2 separate regions of the Mus musculus genome follow, and region 1 is linked to region 2. Evidence: chromatin contacts called from public Hi-C data. All regions are on one chromosome and are shown on one strand. Each heading gives the region's core, a stretch centred on a gene start, on an enhancer-like site or on the middle of the called end of the contact. The rest is flanking DNA. Distances are from core to core; before and after follow the strand shown.

What was found. A called contact is a pair of places that touch in the nucleus more often than the background predicts.
Region 1: a Hi-C map of cerebellum shows a contact between it and region 2, with 1.8 times the contacts expected there. The contact joins the promoter of Clvs1 here to the enhancer-like site in region 2. A contact is called at or near these places in 3 of 39 promoter capture datasets (cranial neural crest, hippocampal neurons and pre-B cells) and 2 of 484 Hi-C or Micro-C datasets (cerebellum and cortical neurons).

Annotation. Positions count from the first base shown.
Region 1 is chr4:9,264,244-9,271,201 of GRCm38.p6, forward strand. It overlaps Clvs1 (clavesin 1), which reads left to right and starts at 5,074. Exons shown (of 6, transcript NM_028940.2): 1 at 5,074-5,228.
Region 2 is chr4:8,601,167-8,607,796 of GRCm38.p6, forward strand. Rab2a (RAB2A, member RAS oncogene family) reads left to right here. Exons shown (of 8, transcript NM_021518.3): 7 at 3,208-3,276; 8 at 5,242-6,536. The coding sequence ends at 5,337. Among named protein-coding and RNA genes, the nearest start is that of Gm42253, 40 kb to the right of the region's middle. Within about 2 kb of position 4,510, at least 41 of the 459 cell types and tissues checked have an H3K27ac peak or open chromatin away from gene starts, as enhancers often do. A contact at or near this core is called in cerebellum and cortical neurons, where this site is marked.

The DNA of each region.
Region 1 (6,958 bases), core at 3,824-6,323, 660 kb after region 2:
ACATGCAGTTAACACAGTTAGTAATCTACAGACTGAGAAGGTCATATTTAGTTAGACATATGTGTGTGCATGTATGTATGTATGTATGTATGCATGTAACAACAGTTAATGAAAAAAAGAGGCCTTAAATTTGGAAGAGAGATGGGAGAGGTTTATGAAAAAATTTGGCGGGAAGACAGGGAAGGTAGAAATGATGCAATAATAGTATAATATCAAATATAATATAAAATATTCAAAAAGAAAGAAAATGCTTGAGAAAAACACCCTTGAGACCCCTACCCTCCATTTTTCCCCAAGAATCATACTTAAGATACATCATTTCTGGCAACTTAAAACCTCATGGTAAGCTAGATTATTTCAACAAAATGTGAAATTAATTCGATCTTAAACTTGGTGTCTGCAGATGGGATGGATTCCTAGGTGGAACAGTCTCTGGATGGCCTTTCCTTCAGTCTGTGCTCCACTCTTTTCCCCTGCATTTTCTTTAAACGGGAACAATTCTGTGTTAATATTTTTGAGATGAGTGGGTGGACCCATCCTTCAACCAGGGGTCTTGCCTAACTTCTAGATATGGCCTCTCCAGGTTCTCTTTCCTCTTTGTTGGATATTTCAGCCAATGTCATTCCAGTTGGGTCCTGGGAGCCTATACGCATGATACAATTCACAGACCATATGAAGCTCAAGAAAAAGGAAGACCAAAGTGTGAATGCTTCAGTCCTACTTAGAAGGGGGAACAAAATAATCATAGGAGGTAGAGGGAGGGAGTCACTGGGGACAGGACTAGGTGTGGGAGAAGACGAAGAAGAAGTACAGAGGGTAAGGAAATTGAATAGCAGTGGGGGATGGGGAACTGGGGGTAACCATTAATGTTGTGTTTCTAAAGAAAATGTTTATTTATTTGTATATGTACATATTTGCATGAGTATACATTCATTATATGCTTGCATGTGCCTGCAGAAGTCAGGGGAAGGTATTGAACTTCTTGGAACTCGTGTTACAGAAGGTAATGAGCTGCTTGATGTGGGTGCTAAGAACAAACCCAAGTCCTCTGCAAGAGCAGCAAGTGCTCTTAACCATAAGGCATCTCTCCAGCCCCTAACCATGTAACTGGTGACTATACAGTTCTACCCAAAGAATTTAGTGTTTGCTCTGATCTCAGTTCTACTGCAATTGAAATTCACCTTGGAAACTGGAATTCAGATGAGGACATTTTACACAATTGCCATTCTATATATGTCCCAGTAGGGTGATGGAAGCCAAAAGATTCTCCCAGACCAAACTGGCATCCATCACAAAGACTAAGTGAACAAACCTCATGGTAATCTTCTCCCACAAAGCAAGTCACTAGCCTTCTGCACAGAAAGTCTTCCCTCATACTGCCTGGTGAGATTTCAGAAATGAGAACTCAACGAGATCCAGATGTCTCTATCTTTTCCTTCTTAGGTTCAAGTATTTATCATCATCTACTATGCCATTGGCTGCTACTGTGTGATGGTCTGCTATGGAAGGGGGTTGGAGATTGTTGGTATTTTTAGATTCTACATCTTTAGAACAGGAAGTTCTACATTTGGGAACAGCAGGCATAAGGCAGTCACATAAAATCTAGAGATCTGGGATTGCAAATGGGTATAGGGGTTGAAGGAATCTTTGGGGATCCTTAGAATTTTTCTGGGTACTAATCCATTCTTGCACTTTGAACTTCAGGTAGATAAACCTTTACATATTGCTGACCAACTCGTGTCTAGATCATAGTGCACTGTATCTCATTTGGGGATCCCACATCAGATATCCTGCTTACCAGATATTTACATTATGATTCATAACAGTAACAAAATTAGAGTTACAAAGTAGCAACATAATAATTTTATGATTGGAGGTCACTACAACATGTGGAACTGTATTAAAAAATTGCAGCATTAGGAAGGCTGAGAGCCACTGGAATAGAGAGATGGGGGTTATAAAAAATATAGAGGTAGCAAACAGAGTGAGAAGGGAAAGTATACACTGTTGTTGGCACTTTGGGGAAAAAGCAAATGTTCACATATATCAGGTACATCTGGTTTAATTATCAGTGTAATTGATATCACTGATACATACCTATAATGCCAGTGCTCAGGAGGCAGAGGGGAAGAATCATGAGTTCAAAGCCATCTTTTGGCACACTAGTAAATTCTAGGATACCCGGTGCTACATGCAACTCTGTCTCCCAAATGAATAGAACCCAAACAAAAGGCCTTTTTACATTATTTTCAGTGAAACTGAATTTTAAACTTGCATATTTAAACTTTATGATATAAGATTGTACTCTTCTAGCTAGTTTGCATCTCTTTACCATGCATCTTTCTTGATGCACTATGGGGCTATGGTTTTCCCAATAAACAATATCAGCATTTATATGATCAGCATATTATGATCTCATGCATATGATTATCCCATCACGTAGAATGTATATAAAACCCAGCTTTATTATTGATGGTGTCATTCAAATGTCTTTATCAATATGCATCAACGTACAGGTCAACTTCAAGCAAAACTTTTCTTTTTTTTCAGAACTACACTTCTGAACTGCCCATGTCTTGGCTTGCATTTCTCTTAGCAGGAATAGAATTGAAAAAGTGAAGTGAAGTGTGTGTGTGTGTGTGTGTGTGTGTGTGTGTGTGTAGGGGGAAAACAGGTGTCAATAAATATTACACCTCAGAAGAAGGGAAAGTGTACAACCTTTTTTTATAAATATATAGTCCAGGCTGGCATTCCATCCTTGTCAGTTTCCTAAGGTATGATGAGATTTTTAAGCCTGTGCCACTACATCTAGTCTACAGAAGTATTAAGATGGCATAAATCAAGAACAAACGAACTATTAGAATGGCTATTATTAAGAAAAAACAAAAACAAAAAATGCTGGCAAGAATTGGGAGAAAGAGATCTTTGTGCATTTTAGTGGAATGTAAATTAGTCCAGTTTCTATGAAAATAAACATGGATATTATTCAAAAAACTAGCATAAAACTACCATGTGATTTAGCATTACCTTCTCCAGAGATATACCTGAGGGGATCTAAGTCAGCATGCCACAGGAATATCCACACAACCATGTTTATTGCATCATTATTCATAGTAACCAATATATGCAACTGGCCTTGGTGCCCCTTAGGAGATTAATGGATAAAGGAAATCACATTATTTTAGCCACAAAAAAGAATGAAGTGATGTCATTTGCTGGAAAATGGATGCAACTGGAAATCACCATGTCAAGTAAAATAAGTCAGGGAAGACAATACAAATATTACTTGTTTTTTCTCTTATGCCGACTCTAAAACAATGGAAGGAGAATGACATGAATGAAGACAGGAACTACTCCAGTACAGGAAGTAGATCAGAGGTGGAGAGAGGCAGAGAAATGATCAAAGTATGCATGTACATGACTGAAAACAGCATAATGGGAATTAATTAGGGAAAGTGTTTTCTTTGGACAAGTTCTCCTTTAGTGTCTTTGCACATGTCTACGATGAGCTGAGCTGTGCCTTTGAAGGCATCCCTCTAACTAAGCTTAAGTAATGAAAGCTCACCATTCCCTGCAGACCATTTTGATGTGCCAAGCCTGTTCAGATCAATTTCTATACAAAATTCATAGCATCATAAAATACTTTAAATACACATATATGTGTTGTGGGTTATGTCACTCATCCATTTACTCTCCCACTCAGGACATTTATTGAAGTACTGTGAAGTTCCAGGCAGCCTTCCATGGCTTACAAGCAGCAGTGGACAAAGTGGAGCTTTCCTCTGCCACGAGAGTTATATATAACACATGTGGGGGGAGAGGAAGGGGGCGGGGGGGAGGAAGAGAGAGAATGCAATAATGTGGGATGTGGGAGCTGGAAGATTAAACATCATGATGAACTATATAATAGGAATATTGGAAAGAGACTCATCAACGTTCAGTTTTTAAATAGATGTGGCAAGTTTAGGCAAATGTATGGAGGACGACTGAGTCACCGTAGCAGATTTACTTATGTCTTCATACTACCCAATGCTCCTGCCAACCTGAGGAGCAGAGGTTGCGGTTGGATGCTGCATTTGTGTCTTTTCTCCATCATTTCTGTTTTGCAAACATTTCTCTTTGTCTTTCCTCTTCAGAAATGAGGCTTTCATCAGGAAGATCTTGCAGCCTATATAAAATTAAGTTTATTGTTTTTGATAATTTCTATTATCTTAAATGAAATTTATATGCATAAATACCTACACAAATTGCTGAGTAGAATTAGAAGACTGTATATCATATATATTTTCAGACTCTTGAAGTACATTTTGACGTGGATCTGTAGGAAGATTATACTTTCTCACTTAATGTCTTAGGATATGGGATACTGTGTGGATTTAAATGTTTTTGTCCTAAACCATACATCATTGCTCCTTTATCGTTCTTTCTTTCTCTCTTTCTCTGTCTTTCTTCTTTTAGCATGTCTTTGGTACTTTATTAAGTTATGCATTGCGTTTTAGTGGTAAGCTGACTTTTAAAATGTTTGTTGGATCTTCAGCATTTTCTTTTTATTATGAAATAGCTATGCATGAAACACATTTGTTGTGATTTTTTTCAAGTGATAATTTACATGCATGATTCTTGAGATTAAAAAATATTTTATGCATTCAACTTTGTTGACCTCTTTCCTGTGATTTCTTTTATTATTCTGCTTAGAAAATGTTTTAAATTTTCATTGATGTATTTAACTTACCTGTTTTTATTTTGACAAGATAGAGTCTTAATCTGAGCCTTTTCCAACAGCCCATTTTCTGAATGTCATGTCATTTGTTAATAAAAATAATTATTTTTCCATAGACATATGGTGCTTTACCATTTGTTTGAAATTTGAAATAATCTGCCCAAAAGAGTCTGCTTTAAATGTGGAGAGTGGTGGTTTCCAGTACTTTTTGTCCTAGTTGTTAAAGGATTACAACAATCCTTAGACTGTATTGCCAGAATGGGTGAGTCCAACCTGCGGAGGCATTTAGGACCCAGGGGAAAGCCAGGCTTGGTACGGAAGGACAGAGTCTCTGGCGCACACGCCTCCTACCCAAATCACAGCCCCATGCAGCCCGGGCTCTCATTCACAGCTTTCTAGAGAAATCTGAGCTCCAACTGCCAGGGTAGGGGATCTCACCCACCCAGTTCAGCCGCGAGGACACCTGCAGAAACACATTCTCAAAGCAAGCCTGGGAGGCGGTGTGAAGGTATTTGTTGCCTTTTTCTTCCTTCTGTGTTCGCAGAGCCTCCCCGCCCGTCCCCGCTCTAGCGGTGCCATGGCTGCGGCGTTTCAGCACTTCGGCGCGTGGACAGCTCCCATCTGCAATCCCACTGCACTCCATCCCTTCTGCACCCCACTCTTCACCGCCTCTGCGGTCCATCCTCTTGCCACGCCACACAGCCTGCGCTCCCCAGCCATCAGCACCCCATCTCCACCATCGCCGTCATCATCTCCACCAGCACCGGCGCGGTAACTACAGTCCACACAACTGTGTCTTGTCACTTAGACAAAGCCTGAGGTCGGCAAGGTAGAGAGGGGAGATCTCAAGTTCTCAGGCATAGAAGGGAAAGTTCAGGTGGAGAGACCCCCTGAAAACAAAGAGAGACGCCTGCTCGAGAGAAAGGTGAAGTGGAGGCAGCAGGAAGAGACCCCAGCAAAGGGACAGATGGGGACTTGCCAGACACCAGCAGTTAGCCAGCTGCCTTTCAGCAGATTAGAGACTGTTTAGTTCAGGAAATTAACATGGCCTGAGGCATAGTATGATTCCAGGAAGAAATGTTAGCTCAGTCCCGATATTCTGGTTTTCCAATGGAGAGTCACCAGGAAGCAGGGTGGGGGATGATGGGTGACTCACAGCACCCACATGGCTGTTTTTCTTCCTAAGCATTTACCATAGAAACTCTGAAATTAAGTTTTTATTGAACTGTTTTATAAAATGAGAACCCCAAAGGTTAATTTAACTCTGTGGCCAAAATAAAAAATAAAATGACGGTCGTAAGAACCTAACAAATAAGGCTAGGAGATTCTATTTGCTCTAACATCTCCTTTTCTTGTCTACTTAGTTCAATTACCCAATCTTAAATCTCTCCTAGAAGAAGAACAGATATACCCCTTGCCCAAATGGCCAAAGTGGTAATGATATTCAGAGCAGATGGCCTGGCTTTGTTCATTACTAGTCAAGGACTGGCTCAGATTTGGGAGGCGAGATTTTTGTGTGCTTTCTCAGTAATCAGGCGATAACACCATTTTCCTATAAATAGTAAAGGGTAATAGAGTGCAGAAATTGAAAAGGCATTTTATGTAACCGTGGTTTGCCTGGCTCTGCTTTGCAGTGCTATCATTTTCTATCAAAGCTGATGGGGAGTTGGAACATCTTTCAAATAGCCCATTAATTTGGACCTGATGGTCCAGTCCTGGGTCACAGCACCTATTTGATTTAACCAGGATCGTTTGCTTTATAAGAGCTAACAAAGTACAGCAAACAAGTGCTTTCACCTGTCATAAAGAAGTGTCTGGAAAGGGACTCTTTGAATTGATTTTACCGAACTGCAAAGTATTGTAGTTTCTTTTGCTGCTGTTTTTGTTTTGTATATTTTTTATTGTTTTTGTCAACATAAAATCAGGATCTTAATCTCAATGCGTGGTATCTAAGTAGAAATGTTGTTAGGTCATTGGTCACAAGAATATTTAAGCTAAAGCATAGAAAACCCCACTCAACAGTACCCTGGTGTATTTAATCTGTCTCTTGGAGAAGGGACACTGAAGCTAGTTTTGTTCTTGCTTCTCTTTAGAGGCACCACCCAAAAGAAAAGAGACTCACAAACAGATATGTTCTGGAAAAAGCTTTGTGCAAAAATTTATGCTCAATAATCTTTATGGATGAGGACTAGTCATGTCATGACAAAAGTTTGCGTATAGTTACTAATTATATGAACT
Region 2 (6,630 bases), core at 3,260-5,759:
CAACAAGTTAGCCAAACAACAGTTTGTTTAACTGGATGAGTCTCTCTGTACTAGGTTACGATTAGCACTGCTTGTTTCTGTGAAGTCTAGCAATGTTAGCCCTCTCACACATAGTGCTCTATATCTATGAGACATGTAGTCTGTCTGGCATTGTGCTAGCATGCACATGCGGGTGCTCTACATATGTAGGACCTTACAGTTTGTCTGGCAATGTTAGCCCTCTCATAAATGGTGCCCTACATATATGGAACCTTGTAGTCTGTCTGAGAGAGATTGTGTTAGCTCCAATAGAGTTGCAGCCTCACAGAGTCTGTGTCTTTGAATTCAGTTAGCTAGGTTTCTGAAGCCATCATTGTAATTGACTTGTTAGCAATAAAGTTAAATTTTTACTTATTTATAAGGATAACTTCAGTTTTGAAGAATATGGACCAGTTCTTAGTTGGCTGAAAACCAGTTTCCCCTTCACCTTAATGCCAACACACATGAAAACCGTGCTTGCGTCCTAAGTGCCTTGTGACTCATCAGTGATTAATTATTCTCATTATTTTGTGGCAAATTCTCATGACCCTCTGCAATGAATTGATCGGCCACTTAGAATGTATGCATATTCATACCGCCGTGTCCCTGCCACAGTCGTTCCGATCTCCTTTGCTGACTGGGGTGTGCTTGGTACAGTAATTGAGCTGCCGTAGATTGATTGCTCTGGGGAGCTGTAAGGCCTTGAAGGTGAAAACGTAACAGTCCTGTTAATTGGAAGCAAAAGCTACGATAGCAACTTCAGCCGTCAAATGTTTCCAGTGTCTAAATGAGGAGAGGTAGGATTTCTACCTCTCTGTGAGCCCTTTACCACTTAAAGAGTCCATCAGATCTGTGCTGGTGGTTCGGAAGACCTCCTGGGAGTTTTCATAAAATACTACTTGAAGACGTCTTTCCTCATCACACTGGTTAATACTCTACTTCTCTCAAATCTGATAGTTTAGACCCTATCAGAGTTTGAGCACCCTCTGTAGCACTGATGATATTCACATAAAATACCTTAAATAGACTACATAAACATAGGATACTTGTGAATAATTTACAGGCGTAATTTGATGAGTAGTTTCTCATACTCGTCCCAATTTTCTTCAGTGTAGTAGTGCACTGTGTAGCCCAGGGCAGAACTCTTCAATGTGAACAGTGTCCCTTTATCATCCAAACCCTGAGTCTCTTCTTCTTAGTGTTATAGATGTATTGAGAGAGTGGATGTGAGAGAGCGAGCACACATGAGTTATGTGTGCGTGCATTGCACTTTCTGCCACTGTGCTGCACACATAGATCCCAGCTGCTGCCTCGCCTTCTGTCTCACTGTAGGAATGCTGCCATTGCTAGACATGGGCCACTATATCTGGCTTTTGAAATGTGTTCCCAGGATTGAATTTGAGTCTTTGGGATTTTATAATAAACACTTTAACCTGCTGAGCCATCTCCTGGCCTGACTGTGACTCTGTCTTTCAGACTGCATATTAAGTATGGCAAAAGCAGTCCCATGTAGAACATTGTCCTCTGAAATCAGCTAGCGCAAACATGTTGGCGTGTGTAAAGTCTCTAGTTAAATGGGTTCTCCTGCACACATTTCTTAAGACATTCTTTCCCCTCCTTGGTGATAATTTGCTTTGGAGATAGAATTCACTTACCATAAAAGCTACACTTTTCATTGTACATTTAGTTAAATTTAATTATCTACAGAATTGCACAGCTATCACCACAGTGTAATAATTCAAGAACATTTCTGAGACCCCCACAAAGAAATGCTAGTGGACATTCACTCTCCTTCCCCCTCCTAACCTGCAGTAACTAATGCTGGCTTCTCTGCCTGTGACTTTGAGTGTTCTGACATTACATATAAGTGGGATTGAATTATATGTGATGTATATGAGCACACTGTAGCTGTCTTCAGACACACCACAAGAGGGCACTGGATTCCATTATAGATGGTTGTGAGCCACCATGTGGTTGCTGGGAATTGAACTCAGGACCTTCAGAAGAGCAGCCAGTGCCCTTAACTGCTTAGCTGTCTCTCCAGCCCCAAATATATATGTCTCATATGTCTCTCCAGCCCAAGTTATATATGTCTCGTATGTTCTGTGCGTGTTTGTCAGGGGTCAACCACAGTATAAAGGGTGAAGACTAAACCTTCATCCTTTCAATGGCTAAATGTTCCAGCAGAAGCCCACTTTTTAGTTTTCACTCACTAGCAGGAATACTTCATGTTGTTTTGTATTTTGGCTATTATAAATAGTGTTTGTGACTCAAATGAAGTTTGGCACGAATCCTTGCGTCCTCAGGTTAGAGGGAAGCTTTTGGTCTTCCCAGGGAGGATGCCATGAAGTGTGCCTTGTCCTACATCAGCAGTTCTCAGCTTGCAGGTCTCCACCCCTTTGTGGGTCGCACATCACAGCTGCGTATAAGACATTTACATTACAGTTCAGAACAGTGGAAAACTCGAGTCATGAAGTAGCAGTGGACTAACATCACAAGCCGAGGAGCTGTATTAAAGGAGGCCACAGCAGTAGGAAGGTTGAGAACTGCGCTTTAGATACTGCATCACTCAAGAGCTTTCCCTTCTCTTCCAGCTTTACTGGATGGCTTCAGGATGAGAAGTTGTTGAAGTTTATCATTGATTTTTATGCATCTATTGTGGTGATCAAGGTTTTGTCATTAATAGAAATATACAAAAAATTAATTTTTATGTACCAATTGTTATGATATTGTCAAGAACATTTGTGTGTGTGTGTGTGTGTGTGTGTGTGTGTGTGTGTGTGTGTGTGTGTATACAGGCACACTCATGCCTCGGTATGGAAGGTACTTTGTGGAGTCTGTTCTCCTTTTTTGGGATCAGGCTGAGATGATCAAGCGTTTATGGCAAGTACTTTTACCCTCCATCTGAGGCAGCTTATCTACCCCTCAAGAGTTCTTTCTCAGCGTCCTGGTTAGAGGGCAGTGCCCACAGAGGCCAGCGGAAGGCATCGGATTCCCTAGAGCTGGAGTTACAGGCCGGTGTGACCCGCTCAGTGTGAGTGTTGGGAATCAAGCTCAAGTCCTGTGGAGGAGCAGTAAGCTCTCTTAATCATTGAGCCATCTCTCCAGTCCTGTAGAGCTTGTGTATAATGTTTCTTTACTGTTGTAATTTTGAGTAATATAAACCAATTTTTCTACTTTATATTTCAGGCATTTATTAACACAGCAAAAGAAATTTATGAAAAAATCCAAGAAGGGGTCTTTGACATTAATAATGAGGTATGTATATGCAAATATTGTTCACTAAACACTAACTTTGAATTGACATCTACCTAGTATTTGGAGTCCTGATTTTATTATTTATTTTTTATTTCTAAAATGGTTCAGTTGGTCATCCATTGGCACATTAGTTAGCAATCGTCTCTCTGAAAGCCTGGTACATAGAGTACAATAGGTAGGTGCTTATGTTACCTGTGTGTGGAGCACTTCAGTTAGGTGCTCAGTTATGGTACATAGAGTACAATAGGTAGGTGCTTATGTTACCTGTGTGTGGAGCACTTCAGTTAGGTGCCATATGCTAGTAGAGTATCACTTACGGAATTGGACTAAAATAAAAGGCCCTGTTTATCCATTGCAAACTGTGAAAAAGAATGTAAACTACCTCAGTTGCAAAGGAAACCTGCGTTTACCCACATGGACTTATTCTTTGGGGAGTAAGATATCCAAAATAAATGCATGGCCTGTGGACTCTTGCAACATGGTCTCTGCTGGTATGAAAGAAGGCAATTCTCAATTTGGAAATACTCTAATTAGAGCAAAACACATTTTTCAGAAGACCAAATAAATATACATAATTAACAGTTGGCATAGCTTTCTCTCGTGTTATTTTGAACACAGTTTGATCAGCATGATTGGGACAAAGTGTGTCATTTAGATGATTGTGAATGTCCACTAGCTGTCATTTTTACCTAAATCCCCTCTCTGTGTTTATCCTTACTTCAAAACGTTTAAGTAAATAGAATATGTTATTTACTTTCATATAAGCATTTCTGTTACTTTGTATTAAAGACATCTAAAAGATGCTCTTGGCCAGTACCTATATGAGGCTCTTAGCAGTTTACCTTTGGTTTCCAAAAAGTACCTGATTTTTTTTTTTTTTTTTAATTTAGAATAGTGTGACTTTAAATCTTACCTTTAGACTTACATGGCAATACTTATTGAGTTAATTTAAAGGTGACACCATTTAGAGACTAATCCCCTATAAATTGAACAGTAATTGGCCCTCTGTTTAAAGGATACATGTGCTGTTTCTGTCTGATTTCATACAGTAGCTAACTGCTTTACTGTGTTTTGTGCAGCTTTGATTGTAATGTGCTGTCAGAAGCCAACAGGCCATGCTATTTATTTGGCCTGATGCCAAGGCTGACTCCTTGATTCCTCAAGAAGTTGCTACCAGCCCAGAGGGGGCAGAACCAATGAGCCATAGGGCAAGCTTTTTATTAAAGAGGAGTCAAAGAGCGAAAAGAAACCACATCAGCCACTGTCAATAGTGAGCCAGTGCCAGAAGCCCCAAGGCTACTACAGTTGCAGAATAACTGCCAAGCACCGTAAATCTGAGATTTACTGTGACGCAGAGTTTCCTTAAGAGCTTCATTTCTGCAGCTACTGTATTACTTTTCTCAAAGTGTTGTATTTTTAGGTAAAATCCACTTGAGGGATTGAGGGTTAAGACACAGTGTGAATTTGACGAATGAAAGAACCACTCTGTGTGTGGGTTCTTGGCAACTTGCCATGTCTTTGGGGATCACAGAAATTATTGATGGCACAGAACACTCATGTTCCTCAGCCTGCACAGCTGATTCAACATGGAACAGAAATGCTGTCTAAAAGAAAGATTTTAAATCCAGTTAGAGTAGCGAAGGCTTTGGATAGCTTTACTCTTTGATAAGCATCCCATATACTAATTGTTACAAGTCCTCTCCTCGCTGTGAACCTCTGACAAGCAGCACTATCTGATTTCTGCTGACCAGTTCTAAAACGACCTCTTTCCAACACATCTCCTCTGTGTTGTTTTTAAAAGAAGCAACAACCCCATTTCAAAAAACCTACTTAAAATATTTTTTAGAGTTGTTTGGCAAAATTAAATCACTAAGAATTATGTGAATTTTTTTAAAAAAAATAATAATCTAGTCTACTGCCTGGTTGAGTCTGCTTTATTTACAGTCCTGTTCTCTTGTACTTCAGGCAAACGGCATTAAAATTGGCCCTCAGCACGCTGCTACCAACGCATCTCATGGAAGCAACCAAGGCGGACAGCAGGCAGGGGGAGGCTGCTGTTGAGTCTGGTGTTACCGGCTAGCTGCCCAGTGGAGCCACGCACTCTGTCACCCTCTTTCCTCATGCTCAGCTGAGACATGAAACTATTGAAATGGCTTTATGTCACAGGAGACTTTAATCCTTCAGATTCTTGTATAACTTTGAATAAATGGTTAATGTTCACTTAAAAAGACAGATTTTGGAGATTGTATTCATATCTATTTGCATTTGATTTCTAGGTCAATTGATGTGATTATTTTTGTTAAATGTTGTCTTGTGCCCTTAACTACGAGCTGAATTGTATTAAACACTACAAAGTCATGGTGAGTATTTTAAATCAGTTTGTGTAGTTAGGTTTCCCAACACCTGTGGTTACCTAATGTTTAATATTATAGGACTGTCCTCAAAAAGTTTGTCAACTTTCAAGGATATAAGGAAAACCAGAACTCTTTGACTTCTGTATTTATCATTTGCTTTCTGTATATATAGTTTAATAACCTGCTTGGGTGTGATTTGCCAAGCTTGAACTCTAATGCATTTGCATAAATTCTACCACTGTTCGGAGCTTGAAGCTACAGAAGCATTGTTAGGAATTGCTTGGACACTGACTTTTCAACTTTTTGACATCGTTAACGAGCATGTTCATCTTTTCTTGTCACTAGTCCAAGAAAACTACGCTTCCTGTGTATTACTAAAGGCTGTGTGTGTGTTAACCTGTTTTAATGCCAAAAGCTATTTGTCCACAAGTTCTTGAGACCGCTTCACAAAAGGATTTGTTTGCCTTAATGAGTGCTGTTGGGTAAAACACAGTGTAATGAGTGGGACGGGCAGAAACAGAAACTCCAACACTACACAACTCCCAAGAGCAAGGCCCACTCGGAGAAGGCACGCCATGCCACTTACTCTTCCCTTAGACACAATAATGGTCCCTTTTCTTCACACAGTTTCTAAGTATATTTTCTTGCAGGGCAGTTTGTCAACCTTGATGTACAGTGACTGTGTAAAATTTTTTTCTTTCAGTGGCAACCTATCTATAATCTTTAAAATATGGTAAGCTTACTGTCTGTTTTGAGGGGGATATGAAAATAAATCTACCAGATGGAAAATCCTGTTCAAAGTAGAAAAGTTTTAGTTGTTTACTCACTGTGGTGGTTTTATCCTCTCGTTTTTCTCCCTTGGTCTAGAATGAAGTTGTTATAGCAGTGCAAAATAAACTCCTATGTACAAAAGTGTCCTTCTCATGATGAGCACATTCACTGTCCTGTCAGAGGAGACGCAGCACCAGTACCCCGGTGAATCGTACTGTAATGGCTGCCT